Regions from separate parts of the Zea mays genome. Here region 2 is linked to region 1. Evidence: chromatin contacts called from public Hi-C data. All regions are on one chromosome and are shown on one strand. Each heading gives the region's core, a stretch centred on a gene start, on an enhancer-like site or on the middle of the called end of the contact. The rest is flanking DNA. Distances are from core to core; before and after follow the strand shown. Region 1 holds the start of LOC103631857 (putative calcium-binding protein CML27). Region 2 holds the start of LOC100281149 (legume lectins beta domain containing protein).

Region 1 (6,885 bases), core at 1,131-3,630:
CGAGACAGTCCTTGATCGTCCTCTCGCTCCGCGCAGAGGCTCGGGGGCTGCTCTCGCAAAACCCGGCTATGGCCAAACCGTTGACAGCGTCAACAAACCAGCCTAAAAACTCGGAACCTGACCACGCACCCGGGCTACGATCAGATCGCATGAGGGAGCAACCAGACCGGCCGAGGCATCACGAAAGGCATTAAGACCTCGGAGGAGTCAAACCACTCCTCCGAGGCCTCGGGGGCTACACCCGGTGGGTGCACTCGCGCGCACCCACCGGAACAAAATATAACCGAGAAAGGCCGGTCCCCTTGCAAAAAAGTGCGACAAAGCCTCCAAGCGAGTACCAACACTCCCTTTGAGGCTCGGGGGCTACTGTCGGGTACCATAATTAGGGGTACCCCCAACACTCCTAAACTTGGCTGGTAATCACCATCAGCACAAATTGCAGAGACTAATGGGCGCAATTCAGGTCAAGGCTTCGTCTACTCAAGGGACGCGATCTCGCCTCGCCCGAGCCCAGCCTCGGACGGGAACTGTAGTCCCAGGCGAATTCACGCCTCGCCCGAGGGCCTCCTCAAGCAACAGGCGCACCCTCGACTCGCCCGAAGCCCAGCTTGGGCAGGCTTCGTTGTGAAGCAACCTTTGCCAAATCACCTCACCAACCGACCGTATCGCAGGCGCATTCAATGCAAGGATCGCCTGGCGCCTTATCCTGACAAGTGTGCCTCAGTCGGCAAGGTCGAAGTGACCGTAGTCACTTCACCCTCCCACTGACTGACCTGATAGGAAAACAGCGCCGCTCGCCCCTCTCCGACTGCTGTGCCACCCGCCAGGGTGAGGCTGACAGCAGCTGAGTCCAAGCCTCAGGCTCAACAGGAAGCTCCGCCTCGCCCGACCTTGGGCCTCGGCCTCAGGAGGAGGTCTCCGCCTCGCCTGACCCCAGGGCTCGGCCCCCGCCTCTGCCTCGGAAGGTGGTCTCCGCCTCGCCCAACCCCAGGGCTCGACCTCAACCTCGACCTCGGAAGGTGGTCTCCGCCTCGCCCGACCCCAGGGCTCGGCCTCAACCTCGACCTCGGGAGGAATCGCGTCCTCGCCCGACCCCGGCCTCGCCCTCAGGAGGAGTCTCCGCCTCGCCCGACCTTGGGCTCGGACCGACCACGCCGCAGGGGATACATCATTACCCTACCCCTAGCTAGCTCAGGCTACGGGGGAACAAGACCGGCGTCCCATCCAGGCTCGCCCCGGTAACAAGTAATGATGGCTCCCCGCGTGCGTCCATGACGACGGTGGTTCTCAGCCCCCTACGGAAGCAAGGAGACGTCAGCAAGGTCCCAGCAGCCCCGACAGCTGTGCTTCTACAGGGCTCCAGCGCTCCTCCGACGGCCACGACACCGCGTGCACAGGGCTCTAGCACCTCTCCGACAGCCACGTTGGCATGTACACAGGGCTCTGGCACCTCTCTGCCGGACACGTTAGCATATAACAACACCCCCATTGTACACCTGGATTCTCTCCTTGCATCTATAAAAGGAGGGTCCAGGGCCCTCATGCGAGAGGGGGGTCGCGCGGGAGGACAGGCCGACGAACCGGCTCACGCTCTCTCTCTCTCCCTCTCTCTCTCCCTCGCGAACGCTTGTAACCCCTACTGCAAGCGCACCCCCCTTTGGCGCAGGATAACACGAGCCACAGTTTTCCCCCCTTTTGTGTTCCATCTCGCGCCAACCCATCTGGGCTGGGGCACGCAGCGACAATTTTACTCGTCGGTCCAGGGACCCCCGGGGTCGAAACGCCGACAATATGCTACGAAGTTGGTGGTGGTGTTGTGTTGCTTCAGCGGGTCCATGGCTGAGAAGACACTCGCATTCTCTCGCCCTTCTCGGATTGACGCCTGGTGTGGGTGCCTCTCAGTTAGGAGCTGCTCCGGCTAGGCTTCTTTCTCCGCTTGCGCGCTCTCTCCCTATATATCTAGCGGTATACTAACTATGTCGTCTCCAGATGCACAAGTCTTCGTCGTGTCTTTCTCCGGCAACGAACAAGTATGTCTACTTCTTCCCTTCTCCTCATGCTCTATGAAACCTTGGAAGTGGGGGAGGCGAGAGATGTGTGTCTCTGATTTGCTGGCTATGGTACTCGTGCGTTCATAAAAATATTATGTGAAGAATGGAGACAATCAATAAAAAATCTTGAGATCTTTTTGGTGGATAAGTTACGTGGATATTGTTGTGAGTTGCGCGACGCACGGGTAACAGTGTTTATTAACTAGTTAGTTCCGCTGTTTTGTATTTATTTTTTTATAAAAAATCTGACACTGCATATTATTTTTATAAAAAACTTGGCACCTAAATATTATTTAAAAGTTTAAATGTAAATTAGTTGTGATTATTGAATGCTTTGGGATCCTCTCTCCGTCTTCTTTCATCGAGACAAAATATCTACCGGGGATGTGGTGGTGGATGCTCGGGCATTCGTCAAACCACTCATCATCCCATCCCATCCCATCCAAGGGAATCCGATCAATCCCGGACTCGTCCTCCCGGCCAACCCTAGCTTCCCTTCTCTTCCCCTCCCCCGATGGACCCGCCGCCAACCAGGGACAGAGGGGAGGAGCTGGAGCCTGAAACCCGCGCCTTCCCCGACGCCGACGACCCGGAGACCTCCCGATCTGAACGCGAAGAGGGTATCCCTCCACCGCCACCGCCACCGCCTCTGCGCCAGCAGCTCATGGGGGCTTGCCGCGCCGACGAGCGCCTCAGGCCGCTCCTCACCCTCAACGTCTCCTGCGGCGCAGCGGACGACCGACTCATCGCACACCTCGCGCAGGTAACCTTTCGCTTTTGCCTTGCCTCGTCCTACTGCTGTTCGGTTGCCTAGGGTTTACGGATCTATTCATTCACATTCTGCTCGCTCGCTTCCTTCCTCTCTTGCAGCACTTCGAGGTGTCGGAGGTGGGCATGCTCGCGCGTTGCCTCTGTGTTCCCCTCGTTTCCCTGCGCGTTGGCAAGGTTCAGAGGGAAGGGGCCCTCCTCTGCCCAACACACATTAGGTTGGTACTCTCACTCAATCTCTACTTCGCTTCATCATCATATATGACACTGATACTCACTCGGTCCTTAAGATAGCAGTGCCCGCTTGACCCTTATGATTTCGCTTGATGCACTGTCTCTTTCGTGATTAGCATTTCGCATCTCACATGATTTGCCAGCTTTCCTCTTTCTCAACTTGTATATTCTTCTCGCTTGCAGCTAGCCTTTATACATATATACATATTAATTAATGTTACACAGGTTAGCCAGTTGATCTGATGTTTCTATAACTGTATGTGCTCACTATACGATTTAGCCTCTTCTTTCACATTTAAGTAACATGCTTGTGATAATTAGATCGCTTCCTTGGAAGCATATTTTTCACCACCAATTGAGCATGAATCAGCCTCCTATACTCTGTATACTTGCAACCAGGAACTTGTCTTGTGGTCTCATAGGATCCTAAACTCTCATATTGTACCATTTATTGAGATGGCAAACTTGCCCTACTAAAAAACTTTGTACTGCACCTCGATACTCAACTTAGCTTCTGATTTCATGTGAAAGCACTGTAGTATGTTGATTATATAATCTGGTATTTCAAATCTTTTAAGTTTTGCATGTTATTGACCAATATGTCCTTACATAGATGCTGTTGGAATGATGAAGAAGTGATCCTGTAGCTTTCTCTATGTCTCTGCTTCCAGGAAAAAAAGGCATGCCACTGTATCTATATGATGTGATATTAATGCCAAGTCTATGCAATTGCATTTTTTGTATCCCATGGGCGTACACTGGCGCATCTCAAGTTACCATACCACTAGATTTCATGATATAATAATTCATCTGACTAATTCTATATACAAATGGCACGATTCAATACATTGTTGGCGGGGAGGGGGCTGCCATCTACAGTCATCAACAGCAATTTTTGTTCATCTCTGCTCATTATTTGGTCTTATGTCCTTTTCTCCCTTTATACCAGTATCTTAATACACTTATACCTGTTGAAATGTGGATCATGTGGTTGGTGCCCTGTGTTGTTATACAGCACTCTTTAGTTTCTAATTAATAAAAAAATATTGCTTCTTTTATCCTCTTTGCTTTTTATGCGAGTATACAGGTGTGCCCATCTTTATTTCATGACACATAATTACTTGTTAGAAGAGATGTTTGCTGAATTATCGCACCTAATTTAGAATGCTGTGCATCAGCGAGTGTTCATGTTGATTCTAGGGTTACATAATTCGTTTTACTAGAGATGGCACTATTCACCCTGCCAAATAAATTTATCTTTCACTTGTAGGTAATTTGGGCGTTTGTCATAATCTCTGATATATGAGGAAAGAGAAGGTAGTTTCTTTCATGGCCTTGCAATATCAGTTACCTGCATTGATAATGAATAACCTCATATTGCATTATTTGGTGAGACTGATCAGGATTCCTACTTATGCTTGCTATATCATAACGATCATCTGCAAAATTCTTGTTATCATTCGAATGTTCTGCTGTTGCTTGACAATCCCTAGGATAATTAGTTTGTGCAATATTCTACTTCTTGGTTTACCTTGAACAGATGTCTATATGGCCACACTGGTGCTTGGTCTATAAACAATTACCTGGCTTTCCAAATCCATCCTTAAATAATTTTGTGATTAATAGCTGTGTTTTTTTAACTGTGTTGTTGGAGCCCTTATGGTTTCTACTTAAATATTGTCATGAAGTTTTTTTTTTGGGGGGGGGGGGGGGTCCATCTTTCACTTTTTTTGCCCTAACGGGGATCATTGGTGTTAACTGCCCTGGTATTTTTTGCTTACTCTTTAATTTTCGTTTTGATGCTTTGTAATCACAAAGCAATTTTATTTTTCTGATGTAGAAGCAAAATCACAATATAATAGCCTTTATTTATGTTATGGATCTAGATTACTTGTATGGAAGTTATTTTATTGTCTTTGAGGGAACGGCCATTTTTATATATTTGGTTCTTATATGAATTCACCTGAAAAATTAAAAGCTGCAATATGTTGAACATTTGGTTCCTAGACTTTTACAGTTTCTTCTAATGGAAAGGCAGTTGTGCTGCTGTGGTTCAAACCAGGTTCTTAAGTCCCTTTTTTTAATGCAAAGGGATTGTTGCTTAAATGTAGTTGGGCCGACCTATGAAAATTTTACACGAGCCTGTGTTCTCTACTTTTGTAAATTTAATAAGCTTATGCCTCAATGGAATATTTTACCATCTTATTAGGTTCTTGACAAGGCTACTGTTTTGTCACATTGGTCCATGTACCTTTTTAAGTGATAACTAAAACTCTAAGAGGCTTTAGTTTTTTCTCTTAAATTTCCTGATCTGAGTCAGTGAGTTTTGTGGATGTCAAAATTAGTCCGTTTCCTTTTCTTTGCTAGCATTGTGCTGTATGCTAATGCTTGCATTTTTTATTTGAAGTATTCATTTTGATCTATGGTTTCCATTTCATTGTCTATGCCTTGATCAGCTAAAATTTCACTCATGTGGGAACCTCCAACACTGGGTGTGTCCCCTTTTTTGGTCCTTCGGTGAAAAAATGTAGTCTTCTTATTTTTTATAACAATATGTTCTGGGATCTCAATCTCATGTATGTACATTTCCTATGTGCAGAGGGAAGCTGAACCTTGTTCTTCTGCCATCATCTAGCATGCGGCTTACCTTTGTTTGTGATGATGGTTATCCAGAGCAACTAGCTCTCTTGAGCAATGGCTTTGAATTTTCTGAAGTTATGATTGAAGAAATATCAGCTGATAATTCTGGACGCTCTTTCCTAATCAGAATTTCAGAATCTAAAGTGTTTTACTACTGGTGTGCTGAGAAGTCGAAGGAACATGGAATGGAACTTCTTGCAAAGGTTTGTATGCATAAATATACATAGACTTTATCTATGTGGTAGTAAAAACAAAACATAAAACAGTATTGTCCATATCAATACACACACACTGATAAGGATTCTTATTCTTGTTTTTGTGTGCATAGATGAAAAACCTTTTGGACGGGAGGCCAACACTCTCTGATCTCACTGGCATCTCTAATTCACGACTTGATGCTTTTGCCACTCATTTACATGCTTATCTTCTTGCATCAAGTATCGGTGATGTTACATCATTGGGCTCACTTAATGACTTCCTGAGTACTTCAAGATCACATGATCAATATTTACAGCTCCAGTCAGATTTTTCCAAAACTTCCAGGTTCCGTGCCTCGGCTGCTAGTGCAATTAAGCCAAGCTCTGTCTATCAAGCCAGCCTAAGTCCGAGATCTGGCACTTTTAAAGATGGGGTACCAAGGGCTTCATGTGCAAGGGTTGTTGGGAGGGACAAGCTGAAGCGTCGTGTGGAATGGTTAGGCCCGTTAACTGCTCCGCTTGATACGAATCCTTTGACAATCAACCCTGATTCTGCCAGTGAGAAGTGTGATGCAGATTGTTCAAAGAACAATGTTAGCTCAGTTCCGTTGGACCTGCCTCTTTCGTTTCCCCTGTTGCCTTCTATTTACTCCCTTGGCACTCGTCCGGTTCCTGAGGTTTCTTTGGAGAAACAGTTTAAGCCTTACTATTGCTGGTGCCCACCATGCCCATCATCGCTGCAATACACTGTCACCCATTTGCATCTGCCAGCTACACCTGTAGATCCGTTGCCCCTACCACCTTTGAGTTCACTGCTAGCAAGTGAGCAGCCACCTTCTTCAACAGTTTCTGTAAAGCTGGATACAACTGATCTCCCTTCCCTTAATCTTCCGTCCATACTGCATTCACCACTTATTCCCCTACATGGTCCACAAGTGCCAACATTCACACCATTGATGTCCGATCCCATTGTGCATGTCCCAGTCATTGATGTT
Region 2 (6,885 bases), core at 2,809-5,308, 180 kb after region 1:
CTTGTCTAGTATAAACTGCAAACATTTTAGTTTTCCGACATACATAACTTTTGATGCGATATACACGAGGGCCAAAGCAAACATTACATCATCTTGCATATTGTGGTGATTCATCATATTCCATAGTGCAGAAACTCACCACTAAAAAGGTAAACAGTTCTCCCAACAGATGCACTCAGCTGACATTGTAGACTATAAAATATATACAATCTCTGGTCAGCTACTCACCTGGATTCTGTTTGTTGACTGTTGGTTGCACAAGTGCTCTTGCAAGAATGAACCCAAAAAAAATCAGGGGTCAAATATCTCTCTGCCCTGGATACACTTGTACAGAAAGAGAAGGGAAGAAAAAGATAAGAGCAATCCTGGATTCCATATTCTGTTTTATAGGTTCCCAAAAGGCCACTGTTGTTTCATAAAGAAGGGCACTTTCTCATCTTCTTAACCAGAAATGAAATGACCGAGGAGAAGGTTATTCCTTTTGGGTACACTCAAGAGATACCAACATCATCCATGCTGGAGCTCCAATGTGATTCTCACAAGTCACAACAAGGGCCAAAGTAAGTATATAGCAGCATTCATTATGCCACGGTGCAAAAACACACCATTCAAAAGGTAAACAATTTTCTCCAACACAAGTATATACTCTTGTACAATAGCCTGTCCAACAGCTGTCAAGACTAATGACCACACTCAGCTGACAATATTTTTTTTTCTCGAAATGCGCAGGAGAACTGCGCCCCATTATATTAAAGTAGAAGGAATAGAGCAAAGAACCCCCCCCCCCCCCCCCCCCCCCCCCCCCCCCCCCCCCCCCCCCCCGATAACATGCATGTATCTCTGGTCCATTACCAGCAGCATCCGGTTCTCAGAGGCAACAATTCTAACCAAAATGACAAAGCCTTTTAGTACTAAGCAAGTTAAACTAGACTAGAGTTAAAACCCATCAAAAAACACAAGTCAAGATTTAGCAACTTGGATAGCTGTTTTTCATGCACTCATATTTAAGGCTAATTTTTTGGTATCTTCATCCTTGCAAGTCTCCTATATTGTTTCTTCCCATATTAACTTCAGTCTTCTTCCACCTTTCTTTCCATTGCAGTCGCGCCTTAGGATCCTACTACACACCGATGACCATCTCAAATGATGTTGGACAAAGTTTTCTTTAATTGGTGCTAACCCTAGTCTACCACGTATATTATCGTTTCGGACTCGATCCCTTCTTGTACGATCATAAATCCAATGGTTAGCCATACTATAGCTATGTCCCCGAGCCATCTCCATGCCTCAACTAGAATACCATCAGGGTCCATTGCCTTACCTCTTTCATTATAACACACTCCCTAGATATCAATTTGCAATCCAAGCATGCTCGTTTATCCTCTCTTCTTGCGAGGACAAAGTGAATATAAGGCAACAATTCTAACTAAAGGCAATTCAGCTACTCACCCGACTCACCTGAACTTTGTGGGTTGGGGGAAAAAATGCACTTGCACCCTAATTTTGGCAGCATGAAATGAAGCCACAGTGAACCAAAAATTTCAGTTGCCCAACTATTATAGCAGAAAGTAAATGGAAGAAAAAGGTAAGGTGTGAATTATTACCGCAGAAAGGAAAGGAAAGAAAAAGGTAAGAGCAACCCTGGATTCCATATTCTGTTTTGTAGTTCCTAAGTCCCAACTGAAAGCAGCACTATGAAAACTTATATATAGTCCTAGTATCTCCTCCCATACACAGTATCATAATGCAAAGTCACTTTGGCTAACCGAAAGGAGTCAAATCAAATCTTTGGCCTCTATCTAGAAATATGAAATGCAGGTCACTTGCTCCAAGTTGGACTTTAGCCACGCTTTGTCGTCAACTTGAGAGATATCTATCAACATGGTCAAACTTGGAGCTGGAGCTATTTTGGGACAACATCAAAAGCTAATACTACTAGTAGGCCAAAATTATATAGGTTGATGAACCACAGCAGACAGAACAGTGTGGCGTTTATGGAAACGAAGGGAAAGAAGAACCCTAACTTCTTGTAAAATGACCTGACCACAGTGTAGGAATTAGGGTGCCGTTTGGTTCACATATTTGTAACGCAATGGGTAACTGATAACGTTAAATCATGTTTGTTTTAGTCCAACCGTAATCAAATACCACACTAAAAATTGATACCAGCCTATTTAAATTTGTTACCGCCAGTAATCGAGCGTAAACCATTACCATTATCATTTGTGTTACATTTCTTGAACCAAACAGCACCTAGGATATTTAGTGAGACAGAAGAACACTACCATTTCGTAGCAATATAGTACAAAGCCATGGTGAATTGGGGATTGAACCAATTTATGTTGAACATTAGTATGTGAGCAAAATAAAGATCAGTTTTGTGTTTTGCCCGTCAGAGCAGAGAAGTGAAACACAACTAATAAGTAGAGAAGCAAATTACTAAGCAGCATCAGTGCAAGGAAGGAAATACATCAGTACCGACGGTGTTGCAATTTAACTAGGGACAAAGATCACAAAAACAACAGGAAGCACTCTTGTACAAGCTAACTGAAGGTGGAAAGTGCAGAGTTTGCCCTGTTGGGTTTGGGAGGCAAAATCTGCAGTTTCCACCATTACTACTTTACTAGTACTAGTAACTACAACACAGTTGCAAATGCAAATGCAGCAGAAGTGAACTAGTGAAGTGGGTAAGCAAGGCAGCATCTACTTGCTTTGTGGTGGTGGTAGGAGCATCTACTTGTTCCCGGCGGCATCGGCAGCCGCGGCGTCGTCCTTGACCCCGACGAGCACAATCTTCTCGTAGACGACGTGCGAGGGGTGCATGGGGTACTCCACCGGCGCGACGGGCCGGCGCTTGGTCGCGTAATACCAGAGGAAGAGCACAATGAAGGTGAGCATTGCGCCGGCCGCGGCCGCGAGCAGCAGGGACAGTGCGGCGCCCCAGGGGCTGCTGTAGCGGCGGTCGGGGGCTGGCTGGCTGGCTCTGGCTTCGCGCTCTGGCGGCGGCGTGGTGAGCAGGTCGGCGGGGTTGAGCGGCAGAGAGTGCATCCGGTTGGGAGCTGCGCGGAACGCCCAGCTGAAGAGCGTGCAGTTCCCGGAGGAGGTCCGGAATCCGGCAAGGATGGGGCCCCTGCGGAGGACGGGGAGCAGATGGAGCGGGTAGGAGAGGAGCGGCGGGGTCGGGGTCGGGTGGTGGTTGGCGGTGGGGATGCGCGTGGCGGCGAGTTGTACGTGGAGAGTGTCCGTGTCGGCGGAACTGGAAGAAGAGTTGCTGTGGTAGTAGTCAATCCAGGCATGCAGGTGGCTTGCGGTGGTGGGAACGGGATGGCGTGTCTCCGTCTGGAGGGCGGTGCGGCCGGCGAGGTCGAGGCGGATGTGGCGCGCGGAGAAGACGAGTGCGAGGGCCGGGGGCGAGCGGGAGGCGGAGGGTGTGAGGAAGAAGGCGAGGGAGGACGGGGCGTGAGGGAGGGCGAAGGCGAAGTAGGTGGAGAATCCGAGGCGGAGGGCGGACGCGGCAATGGGGGTCCTGTACTGCACCCGTGCGTCGGGGATGGGCATGGAGACGGAACCCGCGGTGGCATTGGCGGTGGCGCCGCCGGAGAGGGAGAGCTGCGCAATGGCGCCGGCGGCGGGGAAGAAGTCGAGGGCGAAGGACGGGGAAGAGACGGCGGTGGCGGGGCGCAGCGCAAGCGAGAGGCAGAGGAAGAAGAGGGCGAGAAGCGGCGGCATCTCCGTTGCCATCGCAGCAGTAGATATTGTTGTTATTTTACAATGATGGAAGGAAATGAAGCAGAGATGAAAAATGAATCAGATGAAAAATGCTAGCTTTGTTGCTGCTGCTGGTGTGGTGGATTGCATCCGCATGGATGGATCTCATCAGCCAACAGCAGATTTCTGCTTTCCTTCCCCTTCAGGCTGCAGCAAAGCAACAGTGAGTGGCAACTCGGGAAGGGAAGAGAATGGGGAATGACACACTCTGCTCTTGAGATGAGATTAGCCTGCAGGGTATTCGAATCGGGAGAGGATGGATGTTCTTGGCCTTGGCGTGCAGGGCAGAGGTGTGTGGAGTGTGGCTGATGGAAGAAGAGAAAGGGGATCGATGGATAGGATAGGGAAAGGAAAAAAAAAAGAATAGGGGACCAATGCAAATTGCAAGCTGCTGCTTTTGCCTTTTCCCTGTTGCTTGCTTCTGCACTTCTGCTTATCTGTTTTTCACGGACTCATCCAAACACATGTTCTAACAAAATTCATATAAGTAAATTCCTTCCTTTGTCTTTTCTATGTTTTTTATTAAAAAAAATCCTCCGTTTCTAACTTGGTTGGTCGTTTCTTTTCCGGTGGCGAAACGGCAGGTTAGGTTTGAGCTCCATTCGTCCCAAGATTTAGGGTTTTATTCCCTCTAATATTTATTTTAGTGGTATTGATTCAGTGCAGATGTGACATAATGATCAAAGAAACATGCCCTCAGAGTGCATGTTGGGCTGCTTCTGTTGTGCTTTGGAAGACCATGGGCCCTGCTGGCCAGGCCAGCACAGCCTGTGTCAGATCCTGAGGCCTCATTTCCTTTCCGCGGCCCAGCCAGTATATGATGTATCCACCGCCTGGCCCAGCAAAGCAAAGGCAAAAATGGATGATGGGAAGGCGGGAGCTGCGTTGGCGCCACCACTATTTGCCGTTTGCCGCGCGCGCTCTTCCGTTCCCTCCTCGTTTCGTTTTTCTCCTCCACTTCTTCCCTCCACTCCATCCTCGCTTCGCAAACCCCCAACCTGCTTCTGCTTCAGACGAGGCGAGATCCCCAATCCATCACCACATCACACTAGATCACCCAACCTCCCTCCACATCCATCTTGCAGCATCCGCCATGGCGCCGCCGCCCAAGCCAGCCGAATCTTCCACCAACAAGAAGAAGGTCACCCCCGCGGAGGTCGCATTCCTCGTCGACCGCTACCTGGCCGAAAACGGATTCAACGCCGCCCTCGCCGCGTTCCGCTCCGAAGCCGCGCACATCTACAGCCCCACCAAATACAGCAAGAAGACGCCCAAGAGGCTCATCCCGCTCGCCGACATCCTCCACGACTACATCGCCCTCAAGGAGGCCCGCGTCGCCATCGAATCCGCAATGCAGGCCATGCAATCTCTCGTTTCCACCTACTACGCATCCGGCTCCTCGTCCGCTGCTCCGCCTCATATGAACATGAACATGAACATGATGATGCCTCCCCTTCCCCCGCCTCACGCCGCCACCGGTGCCCAGCCGTCATCGCCGCCGCTCTTCTTCTACGCGCCGAATTCTTCGTCGCCTCCGTCACAAGGTATTATTGCGATTGCCTTACAATGCCCCTCACCTGTTTGGTTCTTTTCTGCTTTACTTACTGCTCTTCTGCTGCAGGAACCGCCGGCCACGCCTCGCCTCTCGTTCATCACTACGCTCACGCATCCGCCGCGGGCCTTGTCCACAACTCCTCCTCAGATCTGTCCACTCCAGCTCCCACCTCTCTGCCCACTAATAAAAAGAGGAAGGCTTCAGGGAAGACCGCCGCCGCTTCAGCCTCCAAGAGATCCTGCATTGCTCCTAATACAACCACCGACGCAAAGGGTACACATGACAACTTTCCTCCACATAGCCTTATTAAGCTTATATTTATCCTTTTGATAACAAAACATAAATAAGAAACATTGCATTATGCTAACCCTACCTTCCTAAATGCCAGGTAGAGCTGTACCCGCGGCGTTTCAACCGTCGAATCATCAGAAGAACATGGGTTCCGCTGCCCAACCAACTTCAGCTCAACATTCAGCTCCACTCCAAACTTCATCTGTTGCAAAGAGCTTGTTTGCGCCGCTCCCACCTCCGGCCCACTCTTCTCCCTACACGCCGCAGCAACAAGATCAGCCTGCTGCTGCTTATCCGTCTGCAACTCCAGCGTGTGCCGTTGCCCAACAGGAAATCGGCCCCTCCCAGTGCTCTATCGTTTCTTCTTCCAAGACCCTCATCGTCAGCCCTCTCAAAGGGAGCGCGTACTATGCTGTCGAGAGGAGCTACCATCTCAGCTCCCCCTTGAAACCGACCGCCCGCAGTTCCCCCTTGAAACCAACCACCCGCAAGTTGAACTTCGATTGCACCGAGCTAGGTCCCTGTGAGCAGATTTGCGACAAGGCCTCTGCCTCTGCCTCCTCCGACGAAGACAAGCAATATGACTTTGACATGGATTTCACGAACTTCGATATATGTGATGGTGAATTTTCGTTTTCTGAGCTCCTGCTTGACTTCGATCTTGACAATGAAGGTGTCCTGAACGCTTCCACAAGTGATCAAGTTCAAAGGTATAGGCATACCTGTTCTATTTCTATGTCAGATGCCTTTCGGTTTCTAGTAACTGTGCATGCTAAGTCTTGTTCCTTGTGCATGTTGAACAAATGCAGGCTAGAGCCTGCTGCTGCTGCTGCTAGTGGTCATATGGCAGCGGGTCCTGTTCTACCTGATTCAGTGAAGCCAGTCGCAGCAGATTCTGCTCAGGAATTGAATCCCCAAGGTTGTGACCATTCTCTTATAAGATCCCCCGATGGCAATTTGCGATATATTATTACTGACCAAAATCCCTTTCTGAAGCAGGAGCGACCGCTGTTACTTCTGTCAGGGCTATTACGAAGAGGATAAAGATTGTGAGCCCTGGTGTGTATTCATATGGCTTGTGCTTCTCCTGCTTCTAAGCACCCGTTGCGATTGATTGCTAACTATGCCTCGGTTATTTCATTGCAGCCAAGGGCCGGGCAGCTTCTTAGAGCAGCTAGCAGGTAGATTTTCAGATCTCGCCAAATCAGGTGGCATTCCATGACCAACTGCCCTGCTCTGTCTGTCTGAGGGCATTTTCAATGTAGCATGCA

The links. Hi-C and Micro-C count contacts between places; a contact is called where the count stands out from the background.
Region 2: a Hi-C map of endosperm shows a contact between it and region 1, with 2.6 times the contacts expected there. The contact joins the promoter of LOC100281149 here to the promoter of LOC103631857 in region 1. A contact is called at or near these places in 6 of 25 Hi-C or Micro-C datasets (bundle sheath, ear, endosperm and 2 more).

Annotation. Positions count from the first base shown.
Region 1 is chr7:288,086-294,970 of Zm-B73-REFERENCE-NAM-5.0, forward strand. It overlaps LOC103631857 (putative calcium-binding protein CML27), which reads left to right and starts at 2,381. Exons shown (of 5, transcript XM_008653681.3): 1 at 2,381-2,814; 2 at 2,922-3,037; 3 at 5,653-5,896; 4 at 6,022-6,885. The coding sequence starts at 2,566.
Region 2 is chr7:467,593-474,477 of Zm-B73-REFERENCE-NAM-5.0, forward strand. It overlaps LOC100281149 (legume lectins beta domain containing protein), which reads right to left and starts at 4,059. Exons shown (of 1, transcript NM_001154068.3): 1 at 2,427-4,059. The coding sequence starts at 3,741. The coding sequence ends at 2,734. LOC100384566 reads left to right here and starts at 4,766. Exons shown (of 6, transcript NM_001177077.1): 1 at 4,766-5,312; 2 at 5,390-5,596; 3 at 5,712-6,324; 4 at 6,424-6,533; 5 at 6,614-6,673; 6 at 6,761-6,885. The coding sequence starts at 4,862. The coding sequence ends at 6,783.